Linked DNA regions of Mus musculus: region 1 is linked to region 2. A link is a contact called in public Hi-C data. All regions are on one chromosome and are shown on one strand. The core of a region is the stretch at or near the end of the contact, and the rest is flanking DNA. Distances in the headings are between cores, read along the strand shown. Region 1 overlaps Dpp6 (dipeptidylpeptidase 6). Region 2 overlaps Dpp6 (dipeptidylpeptidase 6).

Evidence for each region. Hi-C and Micro-C count contacts between places; a contact is called where the count stands out from the background.
Region 1: a Hi-C map of cerebellar granule neurons shows a contact between it and region 2, with 1.9 times the contacts expected there. The contact joins two enhancer-like sites. A contact is called at or near these places in 5 of 484 Hi-C or Micro-C datasets (cerebellar granule neurons, cerebellum, cerebral cortex and 1 more), 3 of 115 datasets of contacts at active chromatin or transcription factors (embryonic stem cells, forebrain and stem cell-derived neural progenitor cells) and 2 of 9 other capture datasets (liver and macrophages).

What each region holds. Positions count from the first base shown.
Region 1 is chr5:27,254,167-27,259,841 of GRCm38.p6, reverse strand. The region is part of intron 1 of Dpp6 (dipeptidylpeptidase 6); the gene reads right to left. Among named protein-coding and RNA genes, the nearest start is that of Dpp6, 210 kb to the right of the region's middle. Within about 2 kb of position 1,576, at least 2 of the 459 cell types and tissues checked have an H3K27ac peak or open chromatin away from gene starts, as enhancers often do. A contact at or near this core is called in cerebellar granule neurons, where this site is marked.
Region 2 is chr5:27,130,572-27,136,810 of GRCm38.p6, reverse strand. All of the region lies in intron 1 of Dpp6 (dipeptidylpeptidase 6), which reads right to left. Among named protein-coding and RNA genes, the nearest start is that of Dpp6, 84 kb to the right of the region's middle. Within about 2 kb of position 3,315, at least 15 of the 459 cell types and tissues checked have an H3K27ac peak or open chromatin away from gene starts, as enhancers often do. A contact at or near this core is called in cerebellar granule neurons, where this site is marked.

The sequences.
Region 1 (5,675 bases), core at 327-2,826, 120 kb before region 2:
CCCCAGATACCAGATTCGTTGTACACTTGACCTTGACTGTCTTATGGGTGAAAAAGCAGGGATTTCTGCCTTATGAGACACTGCAGGTGAAGCTATGCAAATTCAGGGTAAATCTTACATCCCTGGGAGTTCTCAAAAATATTCTCAGAGAAACCCACAGTGCTTGAGGAGAGGGGCGAGGGGCTTGCTAATGAGCAGACATAATGACTCACTTTTGCAAGATGAATACATTCTAATATCTGCGGTATAGCACTGAGCCTGGAGTCCACAATGCCATGCCACACAGTTAAAAACCTATTAGTGGGGTAGATCCCAGGAGTGTTTTTGCTACAGCAAGATGAAATGGGCTATATGTTGCTGATATTTTTCAATTAATCACAACCCCCTTGTAGGAGAAATGCTGTTCATCTTCTGGAGTCCAGGCCTTTGCAGATTACTATATAGGTAGAGAACCTCTGGCCAAGTCAAAACTAAGTCATCTCATGTGTACAGGCACTTTCTCCAAGTCTTCCTTCAGAAATGTTAACAGATAGCAAAGAACATGTGTGCCCTGCAAGGCAGGAAGGCTGTGCAGACCAAAGATGAGAACTTATCCCACTCGCTGGGCCTTTTAAAAGCATCTCCCAAGTGTCTGGACCGAAGATAAGCTCCAAGATCTCCAAACAAGAATTGGCTCCTTGATCAAGATTGCTCCAGCTTGCTAGGCAGCAGGCAGCTTAGAGTGCCTTGCTAAAACCTATTTGTTGTCAGGGAGAACCCAAAGTGAAGGATTTCCCAAGGCCTTCCCAAGGAGATCTCACACTGTGGTCCCTGTGAGTGCCTGTGTCAGTGAGGAAGCCCCCTTATAGTCTGTAGGGAATAGTTTTCAAAGTGGCCAGAGAGCACATACAGGAAAGACTGCCCAGTGCCCTATCTGCTGACTCGGCATGGTGCTCATCAACTTGCATGTGCAGAGCCAGAGACCTTTTATTTCTCATCCCGGTTCCACCAGGAGCCCTTAGATTCCTGAAGCCAGCCTTGCCAAATGGACTTGTGGGCCTCTAGCCACGCTCTCCTCAAGACATGTGAATGGGCATTGGCACAAACACAGCCAAGGTTTGTTCATGGCCATGTAGACCTAGATCCTTCTGCTGATCCCAGCAGCTCCTCACCTTTTCCCATACAGCTACCCCAAGGAACCAAGCAGGTACAAGAGCCAAGCCTCACTTAATCAAGTGCACTGAGAATGCATCTCATGCAAATGGCAAAAACTCCATTAGGAGGGGTTCAGGAGGCAGAGATTTGGGTGTCTCAGTAGTGAGCTGCAAAGATTTTTACCACCTGCCAGAGAAAGTTCTTTTTTAATGAACAGATTCCTGAAAAATTTAGATGACTATGGGGTAGCAGGTATGAAGCAGTCATCCAGGGCTCAAAGAAACTAATAGAAACACACATATGCCACAGACACTGAAAACATTATCAAGAGGGATGGGATGTGGCTAAGCCTCCCGATCTCCATGTGCCCATTATCACTGCTGACATCCTATATGGAGCAGCTGGCCGTGACGGCAGAGCTGTGCCCTGCACAGCTGGAAGATTGGTTTAGGTTTGACCTTGATTCTGTCCTGGGAATCACTCCACTTTCTTATGCTTGGCTAAAGAACCATGGATGCTCTGGACAGAAACAGCATCTGAAGCTTGGAGATCTGGGCAGCAAGAATCACAAGGGAGGGACACAGGAAGCAGCAGTAAGTGGACCCAGACTACGCAGGAGGGAGATCTCTGATAAGCCTAACCTTGAGAAGAGGAGGATCTGAGTGACCAGGATGCTCAAAGCCCTCTCTCCAGGCTGGTGGACCACACCCTTCTCCTGTATCTACTACCCATCTCTTACCCTGAGAAGCCTGGCGGCAGATGCTGAACCACAGATTTTCTCAGGGAATTGAAGCCAGGACAAGGCTGAACCCGAAGCTGTTGGACTCACCTTTACCCTCAACAGGAGGAACACTGAGACTTTTTGCCACCTCCCTGTTTTTTTAAGTTACTTCCTAGGAAGATCAGTTTCAGCATGTATGTCATGCTGATGTGTAGATACATATGTAGTGTAGATTCTCAGAGGAGGAGGCCCATGCTGAATTTCAAGAAGCCAGGCCAGACTCTTGTTCTTCATGTGCAAGCTTTGACTACCATTTGCTAGACTAAAGGATGCAAAATCTTCTCTTAAGAGTTTGGCTGGAGATGCTGGCAAGGATGTGGAGAAAGAGGAACACTCTTCCATTGCTGGTAGGATTGCAAGCTGGTACAACCACTCTGAATATCAGTTTGGTGGTTCCTCAGAAAATTGGATATAGTACTACCAGAAGATCCAGCAATACCTCTCCTAGGCATATATCCAGAAGATGTTCCAACTTGTAATAAGGACACATGTTCCACTATGTTCATAGCAGCCTTATTTATAATAGCCAGAAGCTGGAAAGAACCCAGATGTCCCTCAACAGAGGAATGGATACAGAAAATGTGGTACATTTACACAATGGAGTACTACTCAGCTATTAAAAATAATGAATTTATGAAATTCTTGGGCAAATGGTTGTATCTGGAGGATATCATCCTGAGTGAGGTAACCCAGTCACAAAAGAACACACATGACATGCACTCACTGATAAGTGGATATTAGCCCAGAAACTTAGAATACCCAAGATACAGTTTGCAAAACACATGAAACTCAAGAAGAAGGAAAACCAAAGTGTGGATACTTCGTTCCTTCTTAGAATGGGGAACAAAATACCCATGGAAGGAGTTACAGAGACAAAGGTTGGAGCAGAGCCTGAAGGAACAATCATCCAGAGACTGCTCTACTTGGGGAACCATCCCATAAACAACCACCAAACCCAGTCACTAGGTACATGCCAACAAGAGATGACAGGAGCCTGATATAGCCATCTCCTGCGAGGCTCTGGCAGTGCCTAGCAAATACAGAAGTGGATGCTCACAGTCATCTATTGGACAGTGCACAAGTTCCCCAATGAAGGAGCCAGAGAAATACCCTGAAGGGATCTGAAGCCCTATAGGAGGTACATCAATATGAACTAACCAGTACCCCCAAGCTCCTTGGAACTATACCACCAATCAAAGAAAACACATGGTGGAACTTGTGGCTCTAGCTATATATGTAGCAGAGGATGGCCTAGTTGGTCATCAATGAGAGGAGAGGCCCTTGGTCCTCTGAAGACTCTATGCCCCAATATAGGGGAATGCCAGGACCAGGAATGGGAGTGGGTGGGTTGGGGAGCAGGGGGAGGAGGAAGGGGGTAGGGGATTTTTGTAGGGGAAACTAGGAAAGGGGATAACATTTGAAATGTAAATAAAGAAAAAATCTAAAAGTAATAATAATAAAAAGAAGAGTTTGGTGGAGCCTCTTGAGCCAGGAGTGGGGAGGGAGCTGTATGCAGGTGATTTGCATTTGCCTTGTTCTCAAATTGTTTCTCTATTTTAAGAACAATAAGAAGAGCATAGGCCCGTGGGCTGTCCTTGGCACCCACAGTCTTGCAGGCTCCCTTTGTGAGTAAGAAACACCCTTGGCTTCTTTTCAGCCAGGAGCAGAACCTCTCTTGAGATCAGGAAGAAGGAAACACAAAGAGGGAGGAAGGCAGGGTCTTGGGTTAGACCACTAATGCTCATGTGCTGGCAGATGGTCCTGGTTAGACCACTGATACATGTGTGCTCTGAGACCCACTCCTCCAAATCCCAGCTTCCTTTCATGTAAGCAAGAGGGGGCAGGGGGGCGGGGAGAAACATCACAAGAAACTAGAAGCCTCTTTATGGGTTCTCTCACTTTACTATCCTTTCCCCTGCCCAATTCGAACCTCATAGGAACCCTAAGAATGAGCAGGAATGGGTAGATCACCAGGGTGCTCACCGGTAGTGATAGAAGGCCTTGTGTATCCATCTCTATTACCTAACTTCTCACTCTTTGTGCTGGCCCCACATGCTTTAGGCCATGAGTTCTCAAAATTACTCTCAGCAAAAAAACCTCTCTACCCATGAATCCAAGGTCAACTGCCAATGTCCTAAAAGGACACTTCAAGAGGACTTTATAATGAGCTCATACTTATGTCCATGCCCAGACTTTGGATGGATCTTCCTGATAATAATGGTGTAATTCTTACAAAACTTGTTTCAAAATCCTCAGGTTTCAGCCCTAAGACCATTCATTTTCTTCTGTCTTTCCTGGCTGTCACTAAATGAGCTCATACTTCCTATCACATGTGCATAGCTAGGGCCTGCTGGTCCCCAGGCAGGGATGCTCATGAAGCCTGTCCCAGGCTGGATGTCATGAGATTCTCTTCGGGTTCCTCACACTGCTGGGTGACCTTGGCAACAGCAGTGTGACAGATGTCTTGCTTATGATTTTTAATGGCTCTGGCTAAAATTTCTGGGGCTGTTCAGTCAGCTCTGGTTTGGTGCCAGCTGTGGAACAAGCCCTCACACTGCTTGCGGGACACATGTCAGGGCTGGCTCAGCTGTCTCTACTGCTGTGCTGGGCTCAATGGCTTATCAGGAAGATGTCCTGAAGAAGCCCCAGGATGCATCCTTGCTCATGCCTTGCCTTTGTAGGCCTGATGCTCATCTGATGACCCCTGGGCAATAAGAGCTCCGGGTGTTGAGAAGAATCTTTGTTCTAAGTGTAGGAGGATTTCCCCAAAATTTATGGGGGATGTTTTATTTTTAGCATAAAATGATTTAAGAAGCAGATAGCTTCCAGGGAAGGAGCAGTTGACACAATCCTGACTGTCCTACTTTGTGAGACACATCTGATTTGGCTTTGGAGATTTGTACAGAGGCATAAATGATGCTCAGATGAGCTACTTAAACTTGGAAGCCCATAAAAATAACAGGACTCTAAGGCATGAAAGCATTCAACGTGGGAAGCCCAAGAATCAAGTCCTCCCACCAAGGGTTCCTAACCAGTGCCACACACAAAGAGTTCCTTTAAGGAGCTCCTATCACCCTTCAGCCCTGATCAAATGTCCTGCTTGCCCTCTGCCCCCAGAGGTTCGCTCGCTCCCTCCTTTCTGTTCTTTCCCATCATGCTTTCTGTGTTTCCTTCAGCATCACTGCTCGGCTCCCTGGATTCTAGGCCTCATTTTGAATTCCTCTTCACAGGGCCAGATAGGGAAAGTGTGGTACACCCATGAATGGCACTATTAGTATACTAGTGTTGAAGCCTTAAAATCTCTCATTAGTGAACCCCAGTCCTTCCTCCTGCTGGAATGGGTTCTCTAGGCCCTCAAAGGGCCACAGGGCACAGTCTATAAATAACAGAGGGAGAACAGAAGGAGGCAGCCTTGGCTGCCTGGGCAGAAGCAGAAGCAGCAGAAGGGAAGCAAACACTGCACTGACCCACCCAGAGGTGTCTACACTGTTGGAGAAGCTATCCCACATGCAGTTCACAGGAAGCAGCTGAAGGAATCGCCTTGGAGTGGCTTGGTAATTGACAGCTGTTTGACTTTCTTCTTGCCTGTCCTTCCTGGCTCAGGCCAGGGTAGCAGTAGAGTCACAGAGTCACTCTGGTGACGGCTTTAAAGTCTGAGGGTCTGGGGGCTTTCTAGTTCTCTAACTATACTGAAATGCTGATGATAGCTTCTAAAAAGTCCTAAAAACTTTCTTGCTCTTTCTAAGGGTAAAAGACTGAT
Region 2 (6,239 bases), core at 2,066-4,565:
TTATTCTTTGATTATGGGCAAAATATTTTTTATGGCTAAGTTCCAAGTGGATGAAAATATGTTCAAAGGTCTACTCGACAAATTTCTTAGATGATGTCAAACAGCAAAATCAGATTGCCATGTGGTGGCACATCCCCCAAGTCACCAGTGCTCTATGGAGACACTTTCTCTGTCTGCTATGATGTAGGTTCCCTGGCTACGGGAAAAGCCTGTATTTTCTTCAAGAGTCTCTTTTGGTAACAATTATAATAAATGTTCCATCAATAGTAATAACATAAAATGTTAATCAAAAAGAAATTTTCCCGACTTGTTCTTGCCTAGGAAGCCATAGTAATTAGAACAGGTGTAGGGGGCCATTGCAACCTCTCATTTCTGACATGCTGCTTGTGTAGAGGAACTTTTACCCTGGCTTAGTCTGTTTTCCTATTCTTCCTATTCTCTGCAACTCCTCTCTCTCTCTCTCTCTCTCTCTCTCTCAGCTATATGTCTATATGTCATCTCTGTGTATTTTTGTCTGACTGTCTCTCTGTGTGTTGTGCATCTCTGCATATTTGCATGTGTATGAGAGAATTCATGCAGGTGTACATGCATGCGTGCGTGTGTGCATGTGAAGGTTGGAAGTTAATGCCATGTATTGAGTGAAGCAGAGTCTCTCACTGAACCTGATTCTTACAGTCGAGCTAGCCAGCTTGCCCTATGGAAGCCCCTGTCTCACCTTCTCCAGTGCTATGATTACAAGTGGCACCACACATGGCTGACATTTATGTGGATTCTAGGGATCCACATTTGGGTTTTCATATTTGCATGCTAATGCTTTAGCCACTGAGCTGTCTCACTGTCTCTTCTTCATTCATTGTCTTCCAATGCCTAAAGCACGGCTAGAACTAAAATACTTGGGGATAACCCTACTATGCATGAGGCCTGAAGTGCTCTCAGTGGGGAGTGGTCAGAGAAGGGCAGCTGGGAACACCAGAGTGATTTAAGATCTGCAATCATGTTTGCACATAGGCCAGCCCTCCCTACCTCACAGATTCAGTACACGCTCCCCTCATACTGAATCCAACTGCAGCTGCTTGCAGCTGGAGCTGTGGAGGGATGCAAGGACACTCACTGTAATTTCCATCCCAGCATCCAGCAGACAGGGGAGGGTCTGGACTAGCAGGCTCAGTCCCATCCTCCTGGCTGGTTTCTGATAAGATGATAAGTGGGGGTCTTTACAAAGCCCCACTGAGCGATACACTGAACCAAGCAGAAGGCAGCAAGCAGTTTTGGAACTTACAGTTTCCAGAAAGAATGGCCAGCTGAAGGTCAAACTACCTGATGCTAAAGGTACTGAGAATACTTTTTGGCACAATGCTACTGGGGGTTGGGAGGCTACAGGTCCCTTAAATGGGACCATTTTTGGTCAGGTATGATGAGGTGTATGTTTGGGATATCTGTGAGGCTTGGCTCATTGAGGAAACATGAGGCTGGGTTGTATAGATCATGGTTGTGTATCTGTTGAAAGTGTAGATGTATTCTAAAAGAAATTTTGAGAAATAAGGGAAAATGTAGAAGCCCCCACCCAGTCTACATGTCCTAGGATGGGGTAAGCCATGAGCATCCCTGTGGAGAGAAATGATGTCTTCTGTGTGTAGTACAACTTCCTGGAACAGTGACCCTCTGTAGACTTTGTAAAAACCACGGGGACCAGTATAGATAAAGGTGGGGAGAGCAGTGCATAGAAAGGAATTTAAACTCATTCCTTAAAACAGCACATGCCCTTTAATGACATTTGACATTTCAAGATAAGCTAAATATCATTGCTTTAAAAAATTAGGTCATTTCAGATCATCAGAGATGGATGAAGTGAAGCCAGATAACTCTGACGGTGACATAGCACAACACAATCCAGGGCTTTGCAGCTCCTTACTGGCTGCCTGTTCCCAGCAATCTCTGTGGTAGCTGGCATTATCATCCCAGTTCAAGGGGAGAAGGTGTGGCATTGGAGAGCAAATGTCTGAACAGGTGGCTCCTGGCCAGGGTCATATCACTGTCATTCTACAAATATTGCTGTGCAGTTCCAATCCAGAGATGTGGCTGAAACCATATACACAAAAGCACTGGAAATGGGCCTGTTTATCTCCCTGTTTCCAGGTCATCATGAGCATCAGATGTAGACGGATCCAGGAGAAAGCTAGGCAGTAAGCCTCACCAATTATCAGCTCACTTAATACCATCTGAAAGAGAATCCTCTTGCCAAGTGCTTTGAGCCATAGCCCAGATATCCATCATGAAGGCTGGTGGGACATCAGGTGTCCAAGTGCCACTCTTATGGGACCCATTTAAGTTAGGTATAATGAGGTGTATGTTTGAGAGGCAAGGTTTGGGATATCTGTGAGGCTTGGCAGGAAACATGATTGAGGAAACATGAAGGAAATGTGAAGCTGTGTTGCATAGATCATGGTTTCCATGTCTGTTGGAAGTGTAGATGTGTTTCATTTATTTTAAAATAAAATTTGAGAAATAAAGGAGTATGTAGAAGCTTCCCACCTAGTCTGCAGGTCAGTATTTACTAAGTTTGGCAGATGCATTTTAAGTTTCTTCTTCTCCATTCATGCATGTATCATTCATAATAAGAAAAGGACAGAAGGAAGAGAGAAAGAGTTGAAGAAAAGAGAGAGGGAAGGGAGGAAAGGGAGGATTGGAAGGAGGAAAGGGAGGAAGGGAGGGAGGGAAAGGAGGACAGGAGGGAGGAAGGGAGAGGAGGGAGGGAAGGAGAGAGAGAGAGAGAGAGAGAGAGAGAGAGAGAGAGAGAGAGAGAGAGAGAGAGAACATAGTAAGACTGAGAAAGAGTGGGGACATAGAGACCTGAGACAAGGACCTGGTGACCAGTTTTGTTGGAAGGAGGCTACAAAGAAAGTTCAAGCTATAAGTGAAATGGGGAAGAGAAGGGCATTTTTGGGTGCTTAGTAGGTCCCTCATCTCCTAGATATACAAATGGAGTGAGGGAATTCTCACAATTATGCTGGGCCTTCCTGCTTTCTGACTTCTGGCTTGAGAGAGGCTGCCTGGAGTACCATGGGGCACAGAGAACACTATAGATCTGTGTGAGCCCCTCCAAGAACAGGTGATTTCACGTGCAGCATGGGCCAGAGCACGCGCTCCCACCCTTTGCTCACGACCTGCCCTGGCACTGCAGGGCTGGACATGTGGCTATGTAGAGGTGTAGACATGTAGAGAACAGTCATCATCTAGTCATGCTGCTTCCCTAGGTCTCCTCATATTTACACAGAGTTCAGGCCAAATAGAGACATGATGGGAGATGCTTCAATAAGGCCATTCAGCTACCATTACACAATGTAAGCCTGACAATAATGCAGCCTGTCTTCTCAAACCCGCACTGAACACATGCTGTGATGGCATTAGGCCAGGGGTTGGAATGGACTGTGGGAGATGACGTAATGGCTGCTGGAACTCACCATCCCAGGTGTAGAGAAATAAATGACTGGGTGTTAGTGTGAATAATATGGAGAATGCATGAGACAAGAGCCCAGACACCTGAGCTGCAAAGACCTAAGAAACGGGAAGGTCCACAGGCACAAAAACACAACCTCTTCTAATAAAACAGATGCAAGTTTGAGCCTACCAGCTACTAGGTTGGCAACAATTGAAGCAATGATAACACCCTGAGGGGTTCCCCTTCTGTACTGCTGATGAGAGTGCAGACTAATGGGACTCTCCTAAAAGGCACCTTTCCAACATGTATCAATTGCTTTTTTTTTTAACTATGCAATTCTAACACACATTCTGATAGCTGGGAGGTATTAGGATGACAACTGAGTTAGTGGTGTGCAAAGATGCTTGGAATTTATTTCTGTACAAGGTACCAGGGCAGAGCAAAGCATAAGGTACTATCATTTTTGTAAATTAATTTTGTAAGTAAAAGAGCCCTTGTTTGAATAAATTTGCACAATGTACATGGACTTAGATTTCAATAAACCTACACAGGTCTAAAAAACTTCAGGAAGAAAATTTGCCCAACTGTTAACAATTTATATTATAGATCACCTTTGGTTTTCTTCTTTTGTTAGATTGCTATTACTTTTCTTGGTGCATTGAATTTTTATATTAAATATACATTGCCTATTCAAAACTGAAATGTTAAGTGGTTTCATAGTGTATCTGGGAGGTAAGCCTACATTCCCAGCTCCCTCCACTGGAATACTTTCAGGTTCACTGACAGCAGGAGCACCGGACACAGAGTTCCTAGGAGCATATCCCTGGAAAACTGACAGTTCAATAGCCCTCTTGTTTTAGGTACTTTTGCACTGTCATGGTAAAACCCCTGATGTGAACAACTTAAAGGAGAAAGGGCTTAAGAACTCAGTTTATCACAGTGGTGAGAACACAGTGACGTAAGCGCTCACATCATAGTGGCCAGGGAACAGACCATAGGAATGCCTGGGCTTGGGGGCTTTATCCTTGATTAGCTACTTATTTATTGCTATGATAGAAAGCCATAACTAAGGTAACTTATAGAAGGAAGGGTTTATTTGAGCTACAGTTCCAGAGGAAGAAGAGCCCACCAGAGTGAGGAAGTGGCAGACGACGGGGTGTCTGGAGCAGCAAGCTGACAGCTCACATTTTAAAATATAAGCATGAAATAGAGAGTGCCAACTGTAAATGACACTTGTGGTTAAACTCACAACACTGCTTTCCTCTGGGTCATACTTTGTTCAGCAAGTCATGCCTTCTAAACCTCTCATATAGAGCTTTCATTTGGAGCCAAGTGTACAAATTCCCAAGAGTATGGGGGTGGGGGATTCTCATTCAAACTATCACAATCCTCCTTTCTGTTTTCTTCCACCTAGGACCCAGACTATGGAAGGAGCCTCACAGAGTCAGGTAAGTCTCCCTACTTAGTACTGTCTTGAAATGTTCTCACAGGGATCTTCCAGACAGGTGGTTCCCTGGCCCCCCTCAATTCAGTTGATGATCAAGATTCACCCTCCTATACTGTCAGAACATTCAGAAATTCCAGCATTCAGAGAAGATACTGAGGTTTGATTTGTTGCTATGCACAGTAACACTACATTCTGCACCTGAAGGTCTTAGGCCTACAGTGAATCTTTACAAACTTTTGTTGTGCAAACCTTGTTCCTTGATTTAAACTATTGGCTAACTAAAATTGGCTACAGCCAGTTACTGGAGGGCTTAGAGGTAGGTGAGTGACCTGGTCAGGGATGAAGAAGAGAAAGGAATGAAATGAGACCTGGAGGAGAAGGAGTAAGAACGAGAGGAGGAAATCACCATGAGGGGTGATGGAGCATAAGCACATGGCTGGGGGAAACAGCAACTACCTGGGGTACACCTCTGGGGAGGATCCAAAGCATCAGTCAGAAGAGTAGTTTAGGAGTTACTTCCCAGTAATTGCCAAATCTAAATAAAATAACCATAGTCTGAGTCTCACTTATTTTTAAGCTAGTCGAGGATAAGCTTAAATTGGTTGTACTACAGGAAGACATATTTGTTGGCCCAAAGAGCACTCTGCTATGATTGACTCTGTGCTCTGGGCAGAGCAGGCTCTGCTCCTCCCTCCTCTGGATGTACCTTCCACCAGTCATTCAACTAACTCCCAACCATCATTTACAGATGTTCTCCCAGGACTGATCATAAATCCCAGGCAACATTCCCAGATGTGTTTTGGGTCCTCTGACATCTCATTGCTACATAGGATACGATACTTTAAAAAGGGGGGGGGGTACCCATTTGGTAGGGTCAGTTGACTTGGAAACAACCTGTTCTGAGGCCATTATGTGCAGGAAAATGGAGGGCTACTGAGGTTAGACAGAGTCTTTATTCATTGTCGACAGTGGGGAATCCAGTGGATGCTGTACCAATGAGGTGCCCACAAAGAACCTTGTGAATGTCATTTACCTCCTGTTTCATGACACTCAAGTGCTAGTGTGGCATGGTTCGGTTTTGGCGCTTAGCAAATTATGAGGGGACCATAACAAAACTGCAAAAGATGGTAAGGAAAGAGGGCTGGCATCATTCCAACTAAGTCTCCACGGTGTGAACAGACAAAGCTAAAGACTTGGCCTTGCCTGAAGTGAGTCAGTAAAGAACAGCAGGAAATAAACATGCAAACACGATCCAACAGAGGAACATCAGTCCATGAAGACCAGATACAGGAGAAGCCCACCCCATCCCACCCACCCCACCCATCCCACCCACCCCACCCATCCCACCCACCC